3 separate regions of the Hordeum vulgare genome follow, and all the other regions are linked to region 3. A link is a contact called in public Hi-C data. All regions are on one chromosome and are shown on one strand. The core of a region is the stretch at or near the end of the contact, and the rest is flanking DNA. Distances in the headings are between cores, read along the strand shown. Region 1 holds the start of LOC123430669. Region 2 holds the start of LOC123427533. Region 3 holds the start of LOC123427531 (putative F-box/LRR-repeat protein 23).

Region 1 (3,280 bases), core at 460-2,959, 320 kb before region 3:
CGAAGATCTGTCGCCAACACAGCTAACTTCACCTTCAAAGTAACCATCTGAACTGTCATCCATCACTTGATCCAGAAGCACAGCCTCATTCTCAGGTTTATTGGGCTTAGAATGTGCCTTGGCAATAACTAGACCACCATGTCTAAAAGGCCATTTCCTCTTTCTCCAATTAATAACACGGACACCGACTACAGTTGCTTGCACTGTCTTCTCCAATTTCGCACACCGTAACACAATTTTGCAGGAGTCATTCAACATAATGGCCTCATTACAGCTGTACTTGAAGGTCTGATGCATGAGCACTCTATCTTCTGACTTCATCCTGCCCTTTACTTTCAGTTTAATGTCAAACTCAACAGGATCTATGACCGCAATTGCACGAGACGGGCCAGTCAATTGCAAAAAAGGATTCTGCATTTGTCAATAATCATAATTAACGCAACAGAGATGCAAGCAAAAAAAGAGAAACTGTGCAGAAGTTTTTCAGGAGGAAATTAAGTACAACCTTTTGAGAGAGTGCAACAGTTTCGCTAAGCTAGCAGTTTAGTGTCCAACTTAACTAGTACATGCTTATTTCTAAATGCATCTGTTCATAACAAATCAACAGTCCAGAAAAATAAAATACAAAAACACGATACAGACCTCTGGAGTGAGTTTCTGGCAGACATTCCTTTGACGCAAGAAGAGAATGTTGCGATTGTGATCCACGGTATCTCGGGCAGCAATCATGCCATACACACGCAGTGGCCACTTCAACTCAGGAATTCCCTTTATTTCTGCGACTTTGATGGAGTATATTTGTAGAGTGCTGGTGGCGAAGTCAGCATAAGAGGTGCGATACGTTGTACTGTGTGTGAAGTGCATAGGACTCAATGATGCTGCAGTCACCGAAAAATAAAAGATTCAGATAATTCATTCGGATACCACAAGTGAAGTAAATCTTTTCCTCAACAGAATGAACTAATTTGCTTCCTTGAGACATGCAACAGGAAGGAAGAAAAGCAATTAAGGTACGATGAGCAGAGAACATGTTTATTCACTCGCATCTTTGCAGGGACTGCTGAACATCCTGGACAAAGTTGATTCCAAGGAGCGACAGTAGATATCAAAGAACTGTTCAGTCTGCATCTTCTCCTCCATCCCCTCAGCTTCCTCAATCTCCAATTTTGCCACCACATCCCTCTCCACGCCTTCCTTTCCCATCTTCTTGGCTTGCTCAATCTCTAATTTTGTATCTGCTGAAGTGGAAAACCTCTCCGGCAACTCGTCGCTCCCCATGGCTCCCTTCACAGCCTCGATTGGTGCCTCGTCCGTCTCTCTGGCTTCCTCAATTTCATCCAATTTGATTTTGGTCTCCAGCTTTATTCTCGTGAGGTTGAGCTCAGCGGCAACCTTCTTCGTCGCCGACTTGATCTCCAATAACGACTTCTCGTGCTTCCTCCTTGCAGCATGCTCGATGCCCTTCCTGGATTCGGATTCGGCACTCTTTCCGTTCACCTTCCCTTCCATCTCAGCAACCCGATCTCGTATCCTCTGTGTTCCCGCGGCTTGCTCGACGCCCTCTCCGATACTTTTTCCCTTCGCCTCCGCTTCCATCTCCGCCTCTGCTTCCATCTCAGGAGACGGCTCTCTGGAACTCGTCTTTCCGCCGCCACCCGCCGCCGCTCTCCTTTTTCTTTCGATTTCGAGAACGGATTGCTTCGTTGGGGTTCCGACGAAAGGGGGAGATGTGGGGTGCACTATATATTGCGTCTCAGTCTCAGCCCGGCCCAGTAGAACGACACACACACTTCCAGAAGGAGCGAGAGGGTGCCATGGAAAACGCTCTTTGCGTCAAATAGACGGACAAACACAAAGGGGCGCGATTGACTGGGCAGTTTCGGTTTTTGCATTTTTTTTTGTCATTTTATTTCTTTCTTTTATTCCTTCTTTTTTTTCGTTTTTCGTTTTTCTGTTTCTGTTTCTTATTTTCCTTTTTTCTATGGTTATTTATTTAAACTAAGTTCATGTTGGAAAATTGTTTTTCAAATTCAGAAAATATTATTGCCTTTATAAAAATATATTAAATTTCAAATAACTGCCACTTTTTAAAAACATTCATAACATCAAAAAAAATTCGGGATTGTAAGAAATGTTCAACATTTTCAAAAAATGTTCGCGCTTTAAAAAACTGATCCTATTTTTCAAAAAAATATATTTTTTTCATTTTTTACTGGACTTTTGTTCCATTTTTCCTTTTTTGACATTTTCTAAATTTTGTTTTGAATTCCAAAAAATATTCTCGTGTTAAAATTTTGTTCACAATTTATATTTAAATGTTCCTGCTTCCAAAATGTGTTCATATTTTCAAAAAATGTTCATGTTTTAAAAAATGTTCTCCTATTCAAAAAACTGCACGATTTTTCAAAAAACGTTTCTTTTTTCATAAATTGGACACTATTTTCAAAATATGTTCTTGTTTCTGTTTTACGAAAAATGTTTCTATTTTTTACAAAACGTGTTCAAATTTTGTTCGCAAACTCTAACAATAATCATGATTTTAAAATGGTCGGGAAGTTTATAAAATGTTCTTCATTTTCTAAAAAATGTTTGCCATTTCAGAAAATGTACGTAAGTTCAAAAACTGTTCCTGTTTTAAAAAGTGTACATAAGTTAAAAAATCCCGTTTCAAAAACTTTTCAAAAATTTCAAAAAATGATATTTTTTGCAAAAAATTGCTTTTTAGAAAAATATTCTGGATTTTCTAAAATGTGTTTCCAAAAAAGGTCTTGTTTTTCGAAATTTGTTCACAAGATTCAAAAATTGTTCACGTTTGTAAATTGTTCAGTATTTTTTAAAATTGTTCTCATTCTTAAATTTTGTTCTCAAGATTCAGAAAATCCACGTGCTTTTAAAAAATTGTTCATGCTTCCAAATTTGTTTGGGGTTTTCAAGATTGTTCTCAGTTTCAAAGTTTTGTTCTCAAGATTCAAAAAATGTTCGTGCTTTAAAAAATTGTTCGGTGTCCAAAATTTGTTCAGAATTTTTCAAAATTGTTCTTGGTTCTAATATTTGTTCTCAAGATTTAAAAATTGTTCATGCTTTAAAAGATGGGAAAGTCTTACCTTTCACCGGCTGATCCGCGCGATCCATCCGCCGGTCGCTCGTTCATTGGATCTCAAAAAATGTTCGTGCTTTAAAAAATTGTTCGGTGTCCAAAATTTGTTCAGAATTTTTCAAAATTGTTCTTGGTTCTAATATTTGTTCTCAAGATTTAAAAATTGTTCATGCTTTAAAAGAT
Region 2 (3,340 bases), core at 199-2,698, 270 kb after region 3:
GACGTAAAACAACAAAAGAAAAGATGTTGAATTAATCACATCAATGGTCAGTCATTGCTCTCCTCGAAAAAACGCACCAACTGTCAAGATATGAAAAGAGCCAATACATTTAAGGACACAAACTCACACATGCTCTTCCTGGTGTCAGATTAGATGACTTTGAGGTAGGGAAATACCTTACCCCAACATGCCATCACTGCCACAATCTCGTCAATGTCACCACCACTCATATTTCCGTCGGACGGGGAAGAGGGGGGACCAATGCGGCAATGTGAGGGAAAAACTTGGCTGCGATGGCTACGGTTGAGAGAGAAGCTTTGTTCAAATGGCATTCACTAGTTGCTCCTCATGATGTAAATGGACAGCTCGTTGGACGTTGTGGGACTTTCCCACTCTGACCATCACTTCTTATGTGGGACTATGACAGTTCAATTGATTTTTTTTGTGATGTAGGTGGTGTCCACATAGCACCACATATTTACAAAAGCAAACTAACACATATATACTACAATACAATGTCATTAGTACAGGCCTAATTAATATCCCCTCCGATCATTCATTACAGACCAAAACATGGTACGGAAAATTGGGAACTGCAAACCTCTAGATTCAACATTTGTCTACAACTTAGATTATGAAAGCTGAACCCAAAGGAAATGATTCTAGCCATCAAGATGTAATGAGGAGTGATGAATCCACATCAATGCGATGTCTGAAGTCTGAACCTTTCATCTACCTAAAAGGGAATGGCATGCAATCTGAAGTCTGAACATTGCTCCATATCATTATGTTGTTAAGTTGTTGCAACCTGAATCTGCATCAATCCTCACTGCCTACTACTCCGCCACTCCTGCATCCACCGGTCCCATCTCCCATATGCCGCGTCGCAGCAGAGGGGGAGAGGAAGATGAGCATGAGGGTGAGCAGAGCAAAGGTATCGTGCAATCGTTGCCAAAGGCCTCATCCGCCGCCCAGTTGCGCCTGCCATCAAAGCGGACGTCGTCGTCGCAGGAGCTGAACACAGTATCGACATGATTGCAGAAATAGTACCCTTGCAAAGCTCGACTCGGTCTCCGATGCTTCTTGACGGTGGCCTCTTCGAGAAACGTGGCGGCGACGGCGGCGAGATGGAAGGAAGGGATTGAATGGGGATGCGATGCCGGCGAAGGCAGCGACGACGACATCGGGCATGTCGAATGCAGTGTCGTTGTCGCTGGCCTCACGGGCTTTTCTGGTTGTTCATTTCTGCCATTTCTTTTTTTTTAGACGTCCATGGATGCCATTTGATCTTTTTTGGTGGATGGCTGGGACTAGTGGGACCCAGCGCCACTTACCGAGTTGCTCCGCCTAATTTCATTTGAATTCGAAATTTCAGAATTGGTGAGTAGAGCCAACTTTAATGCGGGTCCCAGCTCCCATCTGCCAAAACTGAATCGCTCTCTCCGCCTCCCTTTCGTCCCCTTCTCCGCTCGCCTCCGCCTCCGCCTGTCCGCCCCCACGCTCTCCTAGCTCCCCATGGCGGGGGACTCGCTCGCTCCGAGCCAAACCGGAGCAACGCCCAACCGCCTAAAGCGCAAGGCCCCTGCATCTTCCCCCGTCGCCTCCTCCTCCACCTCCTTAGGAGCGGACGAGGCGGCCGGCGAGGAGGACATCGAGGAGCTGGAGAGGGAGGTGGCCGATCTGGGCCGCCGAATACTCGAGCGCCGCCGTGACGCCGCCGTCCGCTACACCAAAGCTGTAGCGACGCGCCTCCTCGGCCTCCGTCCGCCCGCCTGCGTAGGTATGCGCGCTTCCGGCCTTGCTCCGGTGCTAGGGTTTCCGCTTAGTTCGTCCCGTTTTGGAGCTTTCTGTGATTTGCCCGTCGATAGGCAGTGCTTCAGGTATACTTAGAGAAAAATTCCCCTGTCAGGGCTTGGGAACACGGAGACATGGGTATAAGCGAGCATTTTAGATCTAAGTTGAGAAACAAAGGGACGGACTTTTTTTCTGTCTGCACAAATGTTCAGCAAATTTTCAGAGGAGTCACTGATTTTAGGTCTAGGTAAGTTATAACTTGGTCTCTGGTTGCCACTGGCAGTTGACAATATCTCCTAAGGTTCAGTTTGTGCTTGCTAAGCTTGCATTGTGTTGCGCGGAACTAGCTTCATAATCAGTTGTGGGAAAATAAAAACAGAGACAAGCTTTATTAGCCAAACAGTAAAATAGGCAAAGTTTTGTTAGGTAAACATGATCATCAGAATTGACCGCAACGTGAAACAGATCCTAGAAATTCACGGTTATGTTTTCCTATGGTAATCTCAACTTAGTTCTGTTACGAAACAAAATGTTGGCAATTTATCATCTCATCTTACAGGATGTGTTGTGTTTTCTGCGAGTGACATTTACATATATTATATGCAAGAAAACCTGTTGCATGGTTATTTTAAGGCGCGAGCTGGCAGAGTGTATCCAGATTGATTGTATTGTAGTTTTAGCTGGGTTTGTTATTTGGTCGCCAATTGCTGAGAATTATTTGCCCAAGTGTTTAACCGTAACCCTGAATTATTAGCCCTTTCAAATGCCAAAGCTAAAAAAGTGGACTGTTATTTTAATTTTTTTGCCCTGTTTTCTCCATTGCAAATTCAACTAAATATGTTTGTCACCCATTGTTTTCGAGTCTCGCAACTAGTCGTCGCAAAAAAATGTCAACTTAACTTAGTGTCGACTAGCGACTTGAGTCGCAACTAGTCGCAACTGCAGGCTCAACTTTTTCCGAGTCGCTACCCTAGAATGACTCATCGACTCGAAAACCATCGTGTCACTTCATCACAAGTCAGCCCCTACTAATTTTGCTGTAATTTGCTAAAAAAAACCTGACTACAAGAGCCTGCTACTTTACCAACCATGGTAGATTAAACATTAATTGCCATGGAATGAATAAATGGCAAACGTGTAATAATGCAGTGACATTTTTACACAAATTTGGGTAGTTCACCAAGGCTGACATCAGTATTGATATTGCAGAAATTCCTAGTGAAGCGCAAGCTGCTGCTGAAACCTTGCACGTTGAAGCTGAACAAAATAGGATTGAAAAGGTAAAGACGTTGAAATTGAAGACAGAGGCAAATATAGCAGCTCTGCCCAAGGTAGTGGAGCAAATTAAGGAATGTGTTGCTCGCATGGACAAACTGGAGCGTTTAAATTTGAGTACACATCCTGTTTACGAAAGAAAACCGTAGCGGTACGCGGCGGGCCTGCTTGCTCACTTGGCAACTGTACGTTGGTGTTTGAATAGCCTGATTGGAGTAGTACTTAGGCGGGATTTTTTACTGACAAAACATTAATATTAACACTATGGATT
Region 3 (3,470 bases), core at 694-3,193:
GCAGAAACAATTTGAAGCATGTGGTAACAATGTGACCACCAACAAGGATTTTGAAAAAAAATCTAGTTTAAAGCAGAGGGTCACATGAGAATACTAGTACCACAAAGATACAACAACCATGCGCTATAAGGCTCTCATATTACTGAGTAAGAACAGATATTTTGAATAATTAACAAGAAATACAGCAGCTTAAAACATCTACTAATAACCAATCTAAAAAAATGGCATGCTTCAGCTTACAGCCACCACGTGCCACATTGACTGACATATCTCATCTGTGAAACCATCACCCCTCATTTTTCATGTAACTGATTTATTAACTTCTGAGAGTTGAAGGACCGCAATTTTAAAATACAAGTTCAAGAACTTAATTGGCAATTGAAAGCTATCACTGCCAGAAGAGCTTCATTTTTATTATGATTCACGAAAACATTGTCAACAAAAAAACAAGTTTATTTTGAGTCCATTGGGAACGATTAGTTTCATTGTTCAAATCATGTAAACTACAAATCCCTCTTCAATGGCACTTCCATCCCCTATCCCTCATCAATTTCACTAATATCACTGCCAGCGGCATTTCATTTCCATCATGATTCACCAAAATATTGTTGGTAAATAAACAGAAGTTTATTATGAGCCCATTGGTAACAATGAGCTTCATTATTCGAATCATGTAAACTGCAAATTCCGTCTTCAATTTCACTACTATCCCCGCTGGTAACTTCTAAGCATGTGAGGTTGAAAAATAATACCAACATAATAATTACATAAACAAAGCAGTTGAAACTTGAAACAAAAATTATCCATAAGATTGTGTTCCAGAGAGTTCGGGATTCTACAGACTAAGTTATAAAGTATCAAATTCGCTTAGATACTAGGAAAAAAATTTGTTAAAAAAAGATTAGGTAAATTTGCACAAAAAATATGTGAAAGCCTTGAAAAATGTCGCATATATTAATAGCAATTTCACTCCCTTCAAGTTTAATGATATGACACTTCACCATTCGAGCTGACAAAACAATCTAAAAATGAAATATCAGTTGCTACTTCATACGAAAAGGTTTCACACAAGAAACTCATTATGTAGACATGAATTTGATGGTTATGGTTTTTTTTACTATGAATTTGATGGTTATGTTGCCTAATAAAATGAACATTCAGAAACTTGGAAGTCCCATATGGATTTACACATTAACAATCATAATCCAAACCAGATCATGTCAAATCCTATGGAGTAGTGCTGGCACATAAACAATCCTAATCAGCTACGTCAATAAAATCCTCAATTGCACAACAGAAAAATGCTATTAGTACAAATTTACAGACAAAGTTCCACTTTATCAGTATAGCTATATTTAGTTCTACATAGATCAAACGAGCATATGAGTTATCATAGAAAATAACATACTTATAATAAGTTAAATCAAATACAAGAAGGTATGGCAGTAGGATAACCTAACCAATTTTGTGCAGAAATAACTGAATGAACAGCATAGCGACCAGGCGACCAAGATTACAGGAACAACCGAACAAGGACAAATAAGCTTCACCTCTCGGCGAGGAGCATGAGGTGCTCTTCATCGGCAAACTCCGGGAGGAGCACAGCCTCCATCCGACCATCTGCCCGCGTTGCGGCGACCTCAAGGTCGCCGGTGAGAGCGGCATGTACAGAGACGATCCCTCTGGTGGCAGCGGTCCCCGCCGCGCGCCGGGCGGATGTCCGGGCTGTCCAGTCCCGGAGATCAACGCGGCGCCATGCGAGCGGGTCGCGAGCGGCGGCCCACCACGCGGAGCAGGTACGGGGTGCGCCGCCGGAAAGTAAATCGGGGGCGCCCACGCGAGACATAATCGCCACAAGGAGGTCGTGCTGCAGCTCCCCCCACGACCGGAGCGCCGGCGGCGCCATGGACGGTCGGAGAGCGGTAGGTTTGCTTTTTTCTTTCGCAAATGGAGAGGTGGGTTGTAGGTTGTCGCTGGTCGTGCCTGAGTATTTTACAAATGTAACCCTATGCCTGTTTGCTTGCTAAAAACTCCCACGCCAACATTGATTGCCAAGAATGCGTAGAGCTATCGGCCCTTTGCTCTGGAATAATAACCATTTTAAGGGACTGGGACAAAAAGTCATCCCGTGCAGGTCCGTTGGCCTGTTACGGAAAAAAGAAATGTTGGTAGCTGTATATCTCGTCTCCGCGAGTGATCTGCCCCCGGCGCGCCGGCCCAAACTTTCGGCCGGCCGCGCGTGAGTCGTAGGATTCACCAACCCCGCGTCGTCCGTATCGTTAGATCCGCATGCAACATTTTTCTTCCTATACAACAAAAATTCGATGCTATGCAGAAATTTTTTCAATGGTTCCAACAAAAAACAAAATTTGTAGTAAAAAAATATCTACGTGATCGTAGCAAAAAACGAAGCTGATGGTATGTGGTAGCAAAAGTCAAACGCCGGTTGTAACAAATATTTATGTGGCATGTATGCAACTTTTTTAATGAATGGTTGCAGCAAAACATGATGCCGGTTGTAGCAAAAATTAACACGGTTGTAGCAAAAGTAAAAAACATCGATTGTAAACGAAAAATCCGACGAACTGGAGTTGCAACCAAACGTATATGCAGCTTTTTTACTAGGACAAAACGTAGTAAAAAAATACTTGCAGCAAAAATGACGCTGGTTGCAACAAATTTAGACGAAAAATGTTGCATCCACTAACCAGAGAAGCGCGTGGGTGGAAAAAATGTTGCATGGGCCCGCGCGCGCGAGGGGGCGACCGACGTGTCGGTTCGGCCGGCGCGCGGGTGGGAAAGGATTCCCTTTTTACATGCCCTATGTCTCTTGTGGACTTGGTGGAATGGAAAATTTTAATTTGTGTCCGATGTTCCGCATGTCGCCGCCGCATGTCCCCTCCGAGATTTGTGCCCCCTGTCACCTCACGCCGTCTACTGCTTCTGTCGCCCTCGCCCTCCTTTTCTCCATCAATTTTTATGCTCAAGTGTGGCAAAAATTTTCCACGGCCGCCATTGACACCATGGACCCAGGGCCGGCCCATAGGTCGGGGCAACCGGGCGACCGTCATGGGCCCTGTGAGGTAGGAGGCCCGTTCTAAGTAGTTGTACAATATACGTATTAGGATATTTTCTTTTTTAGTGAGAAAAATAACAAAAAAGGCCCAAAACGTGTCAAAGAAAAAGTTCCAAGCCCACCAAGTACCTAGCAGTCCCGGACCAAAAGAACCGATCACACGCTGCTGCAGCACTCCATCGATCTCCACCAGTCACCTCGCCTCATCGGATCCTTCCCCAAATTCTCCAATCCCAGAGAACAGCTCCGTCGCTCCCGTACACTTTCAAATTTGAGGTGGCGCTCCCATGCATCCATTAATGGAGACCGATGGTGCTATCCCTATCCCCAATCACCTTTCATTGCATCCTAAACATTCCCCATCAATAGACGTTTGAGGCATCACCACATTAAA

Evidence for each region. Hi-C and Micro-C count contacts between places; a contact is called where the count stands out from the background.
Region 1: a Hi-C map of leaf shows a contact between it and region 3, with 4 times the contacts expected there. The contact joins the promoter of LOC123430669 here to the promoter of LOC123427531 in region 3. A contact is called at or near these places in 2 of 6 Hi-C or Micro-C datasets (both in leaf).
Region 2: a Hi-C map of seedling shows a contact between it and region 3, with 5 times the contacts expected there. The contact joins the promoter of LOC123427533 here to the promoter of LOC123427531 in region 3. A contact is called at or near these places in 4 of 6 Hi-C or Micro-C datasets (leaf and seedling) and 1 of 1 datasets of contacts at active chromatin or transcription factors (embryo).

What each region holds. Positions count from the first base shown.
Region 1 is chr2H:592,727,358-592,730,637 of MorexV3_pseudomolecules_assembly, forward strand. LOC123430669 reads right to left here and starts at 1,710. Exons shown (of 3, transcript XM_045114519.1): 1 at 1,041-1,710; 2 at 643-878; 3 at 1-411. The coding sequence starts at 1,614.
Region 2 is chr2H:593,324,834-593,328,173 of MorexV3_pseudomolecules_assembly, forward strand. LOC123427533 reads left to right here and starts at 1,449. Exons shown (of 2, transcript XM_045111607.1): 1 at 1,449-1,780; 2 at 3,004-3,340. The coding sequence starts at 1,516. The coding sequence ends at 3,218.
Region 3 is chr2H:593,049,774-593,053,243 of MorexV3_pseudomolecules_assembly, forward strand. It overlaps LOC123427531 (putative F-box/LRR-repeat protein 23), which reads right to left and starts at 1,944. Exons shown (of 2, transcript XM_045111604.1): 1 at 1,551-1,944. The coding sequence starts at 1,906.